Linked DNA regions of Mus musculus: region 2 is linked to region 1. The links are chromatin contacts, called in public promoter capture Hi-C maps. All regions are on one chromosome and are shown on one strand. The core of a region is the stretch at or near the end of the contact, and the rest is flanking DNA. Distances in the headings are between cores, read along the strand shown.

Region 1 (5,783 bases), core at 1,029-3,528:
TTTCCAATGCTATCCCAAAAGTCCCCTATGCCCTCCCCCCCACCCCCCCCACCCCCCCCACTTCTTGGCCCTGGCATTCCCCTGTACTGAGGCATATAAAGTTTGCAAGACCAACGGGCCTCTCTTTCCAATGATGGCCGATTAGGCCATCTTCTGATACATATGCAGCTAGAGACACGAGCTCCAGGGTACTGGTTAGTTCATGTTGTTCCCTTATACCTGGATCTTATGGAGACATTTTCTTAGTTGAGGTTCCCTCCTTTCAAATAGCCCTAGTGTGTGCTGAGTTGACATCTACCTTTCAAACAGCCCTAGTGTGTGCTGAGTTGACATCTACCTTTCAAACAGCCCTAGTGTGTGCTGAGTTGACATCTACCTAGCCAGCACAGGTCTGAAGTAGAAGGGCTGAATCCTACCTCCTGCCCCAACTTCTTAGCTCAACAAATAGCACCCGGCAATTTATACACAAAGGGCATTTGTTCCTCTGAAGGAACTGAACTCTGGCCTACACTGAATGGAAGACTCGCTGCGGAGTTCCGTGATGATTGGTTGTCCTCCTTATAACCTGGAGAGATTGGTGATGAGTCTCATCTCCTGTGCTGCATTGGGAGCAGGACCTGGCAGGCTTTAGCTTGAGAATTAAGCTTTATAAGCTTATCAGCAAGTGGTAGCAAGCAGCCACAACTGAGAAGAATCAAGTCCTCAGACTTCCCTTTAGCAGTGCCTAACCTGAGCCTGTCCCTGGCCGGACACGGTGTGACCAACAGCTTGAAAGCCTGTATCCACAATCAGCTCATATGTGCCCACAAATGACAGCCCAGAGAGCTCTTTCTGTTTTTCTTAATCTGCTACTGAGAAGCTTTGTGAATATAGATGGGTGGGTCTGAGTTCTCCACCATTCCTGAGTTCTCCACCATATCCTGCAAGAGAAAAATCCCAGAGGGTATTGGGGATGTACCTCCTGACAGAGGAAAATTGGAAGTTTGTTTGTTTGTTTGTTTGTTTGTCTGAGATCTAACTCTGTCCAGTGCTTGAAAAAGTAGCTGAGTAGTGAGTGACTTTGGAGGGATCTTGGGACCGGTTTGTCCCATCTGCAATGGAAGAAGAGATGAAGAAATATTTGGTCGAGGTTGCTCATTCCCTCCCTGCTACGCTCTCTGGTCGAGTCAACTGGACAAGCCGAAAGGCTTAAAAGTCACTCATGAGGCAAAAGAGTTTCAAGGAAGCTCTCCTCCTGGAGGCTAGTGTTCTCTACCCATACATTAATTTTTCATTCCCGAGTTCCAGTACTACGCTAGTCTAGAGTATGGATCCACGTGCTCTCTTTCAGTATTTTCCTATAAGTGCTCTGACATGGCTAAAGTCTTCCGCCAGTGTTCCAAAAGTCCAAGGGCATCCTTGACCAAGATCAAGGGTTTAGAATTCAGCAAGATGGGGCTGGTGAGATGGCTCAGTGGGTAAGAGCACCCGACTGCTCTTCCGAAGGTCCAGAGTTCAAATCCCAGCAACCACATGGTGGCTCACAACCATCCGTAACGAGATCTGACACCCTCTTCTGGTGTGTCTGAAGACAGCTACAGTGTACTTACATATAATAAATAAATAAATCTTAAAAAAAAATCTTTAAAAAAAAAAAAAAAAAGAATTCAGCAAGATTGTAAAAGCTAAGTCACTCCCTTACACAGGAATTTACCATCGCTTAGGAAGAAGGAAGTTTCAGACCAAAGGAGAAACCAGAATAGATACTATAGCAGAGTTACACCCATACACATATTTATAATGGCCTAAGGGGAAGGTGGACTATACAAGAGACTAAAATAGGAACTATGGCAAGGACGCGAAGCCCTTGACCCTGGCTTCTAAGATTAGTGAATTTTAGGTGGAGCCTTCATTGATCCCAGCTGATATCAATGTATTCTATGCTGGGTGGTTCCCGTTAGACCTTTTGTGTTTGCATTCCTCTGTTTTATGTAAGATTCCGGTTACCTCAATTGTACCTTGCGAATATGTCACCCAACTTCCTTATTGTCCTCTGCATAAAAAGTCTGATGCTCGAGTTGTAACATTACATTCAGATTCCACACAAACTCTCCTGCGTGTGTGTCTGTCTGTCATCCATCCACGCTTTGCCCACCCGCGTCGAGAGACCCCGTTCCACGCAGACACTGGGACCTAAAACGTCTGCGGCACCTCCCCACATCCTCCAGTCCACCTGCTGGGCTAGTCCAGTCTGTCATCAGGAAGAAGTTACTATGATTTAGTCTTCCCCGGGGAGAGGCTGGATCAAGTAGTGGGATTTCCATACCATGTCCTTTAATCTTCCCTATAGCCATGTTGACCCCAGCCTAGGGCCACACAAGGGCCACTTTCTATGCAAACCACACACGCTCCAAGAGGCAGCAGAAGCTCCGCTTCCTGAACCCACTGGGCACATGCTATATGATAAGTGTTTCTCAGCTCTGGCCTTACATGATCCCCAAACCCAAGGTCTTAACTTTTAACTCATCCAAGCTAACAGAACAAGAAGGCAAAGCCAGATGCAGAATGGAAACAGGTAGGTCCAATCCCACTGGCCCATTGCACAAATGGCCACAGGTATACTAGGGGGAGTCCAGGAGCCAAGTGTTATCTGCCCCACTCTGCAGTCCACCCACCTACTAAGTTTCCAAGTGTTAGGCATTTGGAGAGACCCCAGAGCCAGGCCTACTAGCCCATTGTCAGCCCCAGCTGGCAGGCAGGGTTGCATTCCTCACAAGCTTGCCTCTGCTGCTCACTGCATCCCTATGTGGTCCCTGTTTGAGCAGGCTGGAGGCCTTCTAGAGAAACAACTCGAGATGCGAGCTTTACACCTGTGACTTGGCACCAAGTCTAATGCTATCCAAATGAAACAGGGTCATTGGTTCTCTCAGACTGTCCAGCAAGATTCCAGACATGTGCTGGGCCTGTATTTAGGCCAATGCTACTCTGTTCATTTTTCAACAGAAATTGGCTATTGGCAATTTCCCTAGCAGATTCGCAGAGTGTGGATCCGATATCTAATAATCCCCTCTGTTGCCCTGGGGTGCTGTTCTGGGAATGCTTCCTTTATTGACAACACTTGGCAGAAACTGTGAAGCACTTAAGAAACACAGGGACCTACGACAGCCAGCCTATCAAGCTTCACCCAACAAGAAACTGATCTTTGCTGCTCTCAGCCCGTGCTCAGAGCTGTGGAGACTTTCCACCCTGTTGGCTCACTCATTAAGTAATTACACAGTGATTGATAGGTCCCAGTAAAGGCCACTTTTTATCCTCTAGTTTTATGACAGGCTTGGGTTCAGATAAATCAGGTATTCTTTTTTAAGGCCTGTGGGTCAGAGAAATCCCAATGGTTGGGGCACAGTGAAGGGGATCTGTCATCTCCTTACCAGAGGGTCCTCTGTAGATACTAAGGTGGGCATGGGTACCTCATGTTCTCCTCTTTCTCATTAGCAACCATGAAAGGAGGGGAGCCTTTTCCAAATATCTGCTCTTATTGGTGTAACTCTTCAGTTTCCTGTGCCTTAATCGTATATGATCCTCTATTCAAAGACGCCTCTGGAGTAAATGTTCCAGTTGACCCCTTCTCTCAGGTTTATAATCTATAAGCAAGCATGGTGAGCGCCAAGGATGAATAACTTACCCATAATCTAGAGACCATTGAATGCTATTTCTCCTCAGTCTGTTTATGTCATAGCATCTAGAAATTGAAAAGGTGACTAAAGGAAGCAGGAGTGCCCGGGGCATGATGGGACAGAAGCAAACGCTGGCCACAAAGAGCAAAGGATGGAATAGCAGCAGGAAAAACAGCATTAAGACCCAGCCCTCACCTCCAGCCTCCCACCCAAGCATGCTGGTCCTTCTTGGCCTCTAGCTGTTAGTGGTACCTGGGAAACCGCTGCCGAGGCAGAGGCTCCTAGGCATACAGTTCATTAAGCCAGTCCTGTAAGTGCTACTGAGAGTAGACAGATGAGCAGGCCAAGAGTAAGGGAAGGAAGAGCCTTGCCCCTTCGGGATAGGAGAGGAATGTGGCTGGAAGTCTGCTGAACAGGGCCTGGATCCCTCCCTCTTCTCTGTTGGTCCTGTTTAGATGTCTGTCCTCTGTCTCTAGGCTTTCCCTCATTTTCCTCCCAGTGACTTCTGGAAAAAGCCGCTGCCTCCTCTACCTACATCCCTCTATCTAACTGAACAAGAGTATGATGAAGGTGTTAAAGGACATCCAGCTGGCAAGTGTTGGGTGTGGCCAGGCCTGCCACAGGGAAAGACAGTCTTGGATGTTGGTTGGCTCACCAGTCAGCACAGTGAAGCCTTGATCTCTGAGGCCTTTCTATATGTCAACAATCCTATGGAGCAGGCTGAGGGCCAGGTGTCCATGGGTCATCACTAGTGGGAGGTACATCTGGCACAGAGCCCAGCACTGGTGTCCCCCAAGTCCAGAGAGCTTGGAGATGAGGTATGGGGCTGCCGTTAAGGTTTTCTGCATCATGATGGGCGAGATGACACTACAGGCTCTGTCATTTGCAAGACAGGAGTCTATCAGGTCAGTTACCAGTAACCTACCCCCAACAGGACTGAAACTAGCCCCCTTTCTCAGCCGCCATTCTTCTGAACTCTGTTGTCCCTGGTTCTGAGCTAGTACAGCTGATTTAAGCAGATTATCCACCAGGACCTGAGCCAGGTGAGCACTGCAGATCTGCTGCCAGCCAACACCCACTGCCAGCCAACACTCACTGCCAGCCAGCACCCACCTCTGCAGTGAACCACAGGACAGTGGAGGAAACCATTACGGGGCATTTTAAAAGAGTAAGAATATCACTTTTTAATGGAGTACTTTTGACACAACTGTAAAATCAAACCACTTCCAGAAAACATGAGCGGGAGGTTATGGATTGTCTCTTCCAACTGAGAGCCAGCTGTCAGAGCATTAGAACAAACGGAATATCAGTCAGGTGGAGATGGTGAGACAGCCACGCGGCAGAGGTGCAATGTATAAGGGAGGCAGAGGTCTGTGAGTGCAGGGAGAAGCCTTGTGTTAAAAAGTGTATCGGGGGACGGGGTGAGGGTAGAGCTGTGTGGGAATATACGGAAAAGATCAGTGGGGCGGGGCACTGCATGCTGGTTTGAGGTGACGATGCTCATGCTTCAGAAGTATGCCACAGAGCGGCTCGCAGGGTAGCCTAGCGGCTTCGGGGGAATGACTGGCCAGCAAGGGACCAGAGCAGAGGCAGGCAAGATGAAGAGCATGGGGGCTGAGGGGGTGAAAACCGGACCGGTCTGGACACCCCTACATGTACAGAGGCAAGATCAGCAGAGAGCAGAGGAGCCAAGTTGCCTCTCGGTGAGGGTGGCCGAGACCCTGGAATGTGTAGATAGCTGTCCTTGGTATCAGGAGTGTACACAGGACACCAGACAGCATTACTGTTCCTTCTCTGGAGCCCTCTCTGGGGAAAGGGGCCAGGGCCAGGCCTCAGTTACAACCTCCCCCCATTACAGAATGACCCCAAGGCAGATACTCCAGGCCTGTGGTTAAAAGGTCTGGCTTTCATGGCTCCCCAGAGTGCTATAGCTGGGGGCCTGTGAAGGTGGGCCAGCACTCCTTAGAAGGTCTCTAGCCCAGAGAAGAGGCTTCCTGTCCATTAGTCCTTCAGAAAAGACCACTCTGGGGTCCCAAGGGAGACTCCCACAGGAGTGGGGTAGCTTAGGTGGCAGTTGCTATCCACTGGAGGAGAAGGAAGGTGATAACCGAAATGGCTATGAGAATTTCC
Region 2 (6,545 bases), core at 2,254-4,753, 98 kb after region 1:
CAATAAACCTTCCTTCTTTAACTTTTTTTTTTTTTTTTTTTTTGGCCAACTATTTTGTTGTAGTGATGAAAAGATGCCCAGAGGATCTCAAGGCTCCTCCTTCCACTAACCAGCAGCTCCTGCTCTGTTGGGCGGAGATCATAGTCTGTAGCTTATTGGCAGGTAATATACACTGATGAATCTACAAGCAGACACTGGAAACAGAAAGTCAGTTGCATGATCTGGTAACGAGTTACTTACCTTTCCACACCACTGTCCCTCAGCCGTGATGTGGGGATTTCTGTGAACTATGTTAAAGCACACAGCCCTGAGAGAATCTCCTATACCAGCCATGGTGATGGTGTTGCCACGGCCCAGCATTCCTTTTTACATCTGTGAGTCTCTGGACAGGAAGGGGTAAGAACAGAGGCGGTGATATAGAGAGGAAGCTGTCTGTGCGGCTGCATGAACGTGCATGCGCAGGCTGGCACACGCATCTGGGTCCCTGGGCTGGGATGTGTGCAAGCGTGTGCAACTTCTGCCCTGTCAGTCAGGGGGAGCATGACGAGCTCTCTGTCATACAAGGGCCCAGGAGCAAGTCCCCAAAAGTGTGTCCTGCTTCCTGGTTTTAGGAGGAAAAAGACAGGGAAGGTAGAAAGGATGGAAAGATTGACAAAGCAAAAACAGAGAAACTAGCCAAAAAAAAAACAAAAAACAAAAAACAAAACCCAAAACAAAACAAAAACCTACAACAACAAAACAAAACAACCAACCAAACCAAACCAAAAGACTCACAACAACAAAACAAACAAACAAAACTCCAGAAAAACAAATAAAAGCCAGTTTTTTTTTTTTTTTTTTCCATTGCCTGGCCTTTGTAGGCGACTCCCAAGCCCTGGCCACAGGCCAAGATTGCTGCTCTTTCCCTCAGGCAAGGCTTGTCCTCAGGAGGGGGGCTGTTGTCGTTACAGAGTAATGACCCACCCACCTGGCTTTCTCCAGGGCTTTCCAGAGGGAAGAGCTCAGGGAGCGTTTGCTGCAGTCCTTAAGTCTTTCCATGTCACAGCTGAAGCTAGGGCTCTCAAGCCATGGCCACCGCTCCCAGCAAGGGCAAGAAAGGAGGGGCCACTGCCAAGAGTGTGGAGAGCAGAGAGCCCTGCTTCCTCTCAAAGGGGACATTTTAGGAGGAGAAGCAAGGCTGGACCACGTGTATCACTTATGCCCCTCTCATGCCAGCACTGGACTCCTGGGGTGACTGGGACCCCGGAGACCCATGCTCAGGGACCTGGAAAATGGTTTTACAGCGGCAGAGAAATGGAGGTGAGTGCCCCTCCCCTATCCTTAGCAAATTCTCAAGAACTCAGTTTCTGGTTAGGAGGGGCTTTCTCTAGGTAGGAGAGGGTTAAAGGTTGAGCCTAGGACTCCTGCGGAGATAGACTGCCATTACCTAGGAGGTTTGCAGGATCTAGAGGTAATGGGAGCCAGGTCTAGCCCAAGATAGCCTTGGGGTGGAGGGTGAGGTGACAAGTATCCCCCAGTACCTGGAGCAGGCACAGTGCAGAGCCCACTCACTGGCTTCAACAATAAATCCAAGTCCACACCTAGGGCAGGCAAAGCAAGCACATTCACAAATAAATAAATCATTGCCCAACAGGCAAGAGATGTGCTTAGTCCTCACTTCCAGCAAGGCCCCACACAGATACCTTTCCAGAAAAGGCACACTCCCAAGTGTATAGGGTCCCAACAGAGAGAACCACTATGGTTACTGTAGATACCAGACACTGAGCACGATGAGGTAGGATTCTAAGGCTTTCCCTGCGATTAGTTTAATTTTTTTTAACAAAGCAAAGACAGCTGTTCTAAGTACAACCCATTTCACAGATGAGGAAAAGTGAGGGAGGAAGAAGAAATGAAACACCCAAAGTCACAGAGACCAGCGCTGATGCAGGACCCTTTACTTCATGGTTTGTGGTTTACCAGCAGAGATACAGTCATGCAAACTTAACCAGCCCCAGAGCCAGAGCGGCTGGGGCGCTAGTAGGAAAGATGGGGAAGGGTCGGCCTGTTGTCAAGCGGGTTGTAGGCTGTGGCAAAACTCTGGGTCCAGAGAACACTAGCGCTCTAAAGGTGGAGGCGGGGTCAAAAGCTACAGGAATCCGGCTGTGGAGCGAGGTGCCAGACTGTTTCCAGCGCTGGGGCATCTCCGAGCAGCCTTTCTAACCCCGACTTTCTGCAGAACCTGTGCCGACGCTCTTGACTGCAACCATTTCCCAGCCCAGCAGCTTCGGCTCTTAGCAGTTGGACCGCCGCGCCTGAATTAGATAGATCTCGGGCAGCGAGGCCTGCGGGATCCAAGTCCGGACATAGCTTTTGGTCGAGATACTTTATCCCAGAAGCCCACCCGCGCCCCACTTAGAGAGGTATCAAGTTTTTGGTGTCCTTTCAGAATGGGAGTGAGGGACCAACAGACCACCGTTGGATAAACACTGTTTGTACCTCATCGATTTGTCTTTCAACCCTTTGAAACAAAATTCACAACGATTTTTGTTTAAAAAAATCCCGAGTCTTAGAAATCGCAGATTTTTCTAGGATTAAAAAGCCACCGGGAAGACGGTAAATTACCCCGTGTCCCACATTTGTTTCTGATTAGTTGTGTTGTAATTGGTTTGTGTAACCCAAAATCAGAGAGTTCGTAAAAATCTTTTACTGTATGAGTGACACATCACAGCACTGTTTTTAGGCTCTATGCAGCTGAGAGGAGAAAGGAGAGGGTGGGAGTCAGCATCAATTTAACCAAAAGAGCAAAAAGTAGGAGGGAGGAAAAGTGCCTAGGCCAGGGTGGGTGGGAGGACTGTGGCTCTAAGTCTCTGGATTCCTTTTGGCTTACCCACCTGCAACATCGAGTTTTCTACAGGCGGCGCGGGTGGGAAAGTCCGCATAGAGTTTATCCAAACCCAGGTGCTCATTTCCTACCCGTTCTCCCTAACTTGGACCCCGCCGAACAAAGGCTCAGGCCCACCAGGGAGAAAGGTGGCCGGCTGGACCAGTGATGGTCCCGAAACAGCGAATCCTCTTTTCTCCCTCAAGGTCTGTCGTCCCCAGGAGGAATTTTTAATTTAAAAATTATAAAAGAAAAACACTTTTAAGGGGGAGACGACTCTCATCTATTCCCAGAAGACTATTGCCTTGCTAGGCAAACGCCCTACAAGTCCGAAGAAAGCGCGGCGCTGCGGCAGAGCCCGCGGGGTGGAGATGCGGCTTCCAAGGGATTGCGGGACCCGGGGCTGCAGAGAGGATCTAGGAAGGTTTCGGGGGAGGGGGCTGCGCTCCATTGTTCACTCCGAACCAATCAGAGCTTTCCCACTTCCTCCCAGCCAATCTCCCTGCGCCTCCGTGTCTACCCCAGCCCACCCTCCGGGTCCCCATCATCTCCCGAGCAAGCCCCAGGGCGGTGGGAGAGCTGGGTGACGCTACAGGTCCCGCCTCCAGCTCGGGCCCCGGGCGAGTGCGTGCTGACGTCATGCTGCGTGCGGGCCGGTGCGGAATCGCTCCTTCAACTCCGCGGGGCAGGAGTTAGTTAGCAAAGAGCAGAGGCTGGGCGCTCGACCCTGGTCCTTCTGTCCCCGGCCGCAAGCTTTGCTCACATCTCTCTCTGCATGGTGGATATTATTTTTCATTATCCTTTTCTGGGTGCTATGGGGGATCATTCCAAGAGTAAGTCTTTCTCTGTGTGTGGGTGTGTATGTGTGCTTGATATGCAACATTTCCAATGCAGAAGAATGTTTAGCGGATTCTACAAGTGGCTTTTATTTGACAAAATACTTGGGAGAATAAAAAAAAACAAACAAACAAGCAGTGCATTTCGCCCATAACACTGTTTATTCGTTGGAATCCTACTATTTTATTTTGCAATTAGACATTATTTCCCAAGTTGGCTGGAATGACCTCAGGCTGTGAAATTCTTTTTCTTTTCTGCTAGGACAATTAGGTTTGATTTAGAGAAATGGGTTTCTTCTCTGCCTTAGGAAGGTAGAGAGGTTTCAGTAGCTTGATCTGAGGTGTTTAAACTAAGAACTGTCGAAGAAGCTAAGAGGGGACAGGGCTGAATGCTGCGGTGTCTGCGTTGAAATAGGGAGTCGCTGTGAGCGGGAGCGGGCGGAAATCCGGGCTTGGCTGACAGTGTGGACACGGAGGCGTCCGTAGCTCCCCAGTGTCACCGTGCTGTCGTCTGCCTCCCGTTAGCTCTGTCTCTAGCTGAACCGATACTACGTCCGCGTTCAAAGACGGTGATAATGGAAATATCAGGAGATTGTGTTGTTTTCGTTTCCTACTTTCTGGATCATTCGAAAGTGGTCTCACTTTTAGAGCGGGAGATCAAGCAAGGGAGGGCGGGTTGGGTTGGGGCTGCTGCAGCGGCCAAGGCCGGCCGGGTCCTGTACCGGGCCTGACGCGGGCCCTGCGCCCTTCCCTGCTAGAGAAGCCCGGGACGGCCATGTGCGTGGGCTGCGGGAGTCAGATCCACGACCAGTTTATCCTTCGCGTGTCGCCCGACCTCGAGTGGCACGCCGCCTGCCTCAAGTGCGCGGAGTGCAGCCAGTACCTGGACGAGACGTGCACGTGCTTCGTGAGAGACGGGAAAACCTACTGCAAGCGGGACTACGTCAGGTGAGCCGGCGGGACCCGGGGTTCGGCCCCCTTGGGCTGGGGGGGACACGGCTGCGCGTCCTGGGCTCGGGTCCCTGCGCTGACGCCCGCCGCACCCGGGCCCGCAGGCTGTTCGGCATCAAGTGTGCCCAGTGCCAGGTGGGCTTCAGCAGCAGTGACCTGGTGATGCGGGCGCGGGACAGCGTGTACCACATCGAGTGCTTCCGCTGCTCCGTGTGCAGCCGCCAGCTGCTCCCTGGAGACGAGTTCTCGCTGCGGGAGCATGAGCTGCTCTGCCGAGCTGACCACGGCCTCCTGCTGGAGCGCGCTGCGGCTGGCAGCCCGCGCAGCCCCGGCCCGCTCCCCGGCGCCCGCGGCCTGCATCTGCCAGGTAAGCCTCTCTCCCGGCCCGCAGCGCTGCGCCGCGTCAGTAGGATGTACGACTGTGTAGCCGACAGCTGAGCTTCCGACGGGAAGCCGGTGTGAAAGGCTGCGTGCGCTGGGAACCCTGCTATGTGTCTGCGAGTGCGGGGGTCGGGGGGAATTGTATGTATGTGAGCGTGAGAGCCTCGGGAGTTGTGTTCTCCGTGGCCCGGACCATGTAGGATCGGGAGAGTGGAGGACCCGGAATCCTAGGTGCTGCCTGTCTGGGTTGTGTTTAGAATTCCTTTGATGAACAGGGAGAAAAGGTATCCATCCCACCCGGAGCCAAGGGAAGAAGGCCAGCGGCGCAGAAGAGGGGCCTGTGTTCTTGTTTTGATGTCCGGCTAGCATAAAGAAAGGTTCAGGGAGTTTATTGGTTAAAACCCTCCTAGGATGATAGGTGCTCTGGCCAGGAGTTGCTCAGACTGGGAAATAAGTGTTGACAAGAAGCAGGTGGAGAGGGTGCGACAGGAGACCCCAGTTCCAGGAAGCCAGGGGATCTGCTACTCAGATCGAGGTAGACCAGGCCCTCTGTGTGGCACCAGGGATTTCTTCCTCTCTGTAACTCCATTTCCACACTGTAGAAGGAGGGGATTGGTCTTGGTGGGCTATTTGTAAATGTTTACCCAGAACTAGTAATGCCTAGAGGGGACTTTAATGTAAACAATGCAGCTAAAATCCAGGGTGTGTAGACCGGGTTGAAAGTAAAACAGAATGGAGTTGGTGTTGAATGAACCCAAGCTGAGTTCGCCCAGGGACTCCTCTTTGTTTTGAAATGTAGGCTTGAGGCTGTTCGAGGTGGGTGTGAAAAGCAGCAGACACTGGGCTGAGGGGACCCAGAACCCAGAGAATCTCAGACCGAAGCCCCAAGGCAGGTAGCCAGGAAGGAGCCATTCTGTGCCCAGAAGGCCTCAGCTGCCCAAAGTCTGAATCGTCCTAGTCCGAGAGTGTTCCTAAGGGCGAGACTAGCCTAGGCGATCCCTTAGGAGCAGAAAGAGAGTCTCCTAGTCTAGGAGTTGTGCTATGACCTGAGTCCTTGTCCTTTTCCTTTCCCCCTCCCTTGCTGGAGTCGCACTTCGATTTCCACCTCTTCCTCTAAAATTCCACCTTCTTCCAGAGGGCTTTGCTTGTTCGGCTGTTCGCAGTTGGGTTTTCCTAGGGTGTACTAGTACGGCAGCGGCAGCGGCCTGGAGCCGAACTCCATCACCGCAAGGCAATCGGGCTAGGGAGATAGGGACAGAACAAAAAGCATTTTCCCTCTGGGTAAGGCGAGTGGATGGAGAGGGAGATGAACAATAGCCAAACGAACCGAATGTCAGGGAAACGAAATCTTGGGGAGAATGGCTGGCGGCCCATCCGACCTTCTGTCTCTCGGCCCCTGCAGACGCTGGGTCCGGACGACAGCCCTCACTGCGCACGCACGTGCACAAGCAGGCGGAGAAGACAACCCGGGTACGGACTGTGCTCAACGAGAAGCAACTGCATACCCTGCGGACGTG

Evidence for each region. Promoter capture Hi-C pulls out the DNA fragments that hold promoters and counts their contacts.
Region 2: a promoter capture Hi-C map of trophoblast stem cells shows a contact between it and region 1, with 3 times the contacts expected there. The contact joins the promoter of Isl2 here to the enhancer-like site in region 1. A contact is called at or near these places in 16 of 39 promoter capture datasets (the C10 cell line, the HPC-7 cell line, the SN4741 cell line and 9 more), 5 of 15 datasets of contacts at CTCF or cohesin (embryonic stem cells, large pre-B cells, liver and 2 more), 110 of 484 Hi-C or Micro-C datasets (2-cell embryo, 3T3-L1-derived adipocytes, the AML12 cell line and 60 more), 15 of 115 datasets of contacts at active chromatin or transcription factors (bone marrow-derived dendritic cells, craniofacial prominence, embryonic hindbrain and 6 more) and 4 of 9 other capture datasets (adipose tissue, embryonic stem cells, liver and 1 more).

What each region holds. Positions count from the first base shown.
Region 1 is chr9:55,440,618-55,446,400 of GRCm38.p6, forward strand. No RefSeq gene overlaps it. Among named protein-coding and RNA genes, the nearest start is that of Etfa, 69 kb to the right of the region's middle. Within about 2 kb of position 2,279, at least 5 of the 459 cell types and tissues checked have an H3K27ac peak or open chromatin away from gene starts, as enhancers often do. A contact at or near this core is called in trophoblast stem cells, where this site is marked.
Region 2 is chr9:55,537,646-55,544,190 of GRCm38.p6, forward strand. Isl2 (insulin related protein 2 (islet 2)) reads left to right here and starts at 3,504. Exons shown (of 6, transcript NM_027397.3): 1 at 3,504-3,693; 2 at 4,455-4,644; 3 at 4,752-5,014; 4 at 6,431-6,545. The coding sequence starts at 3,636.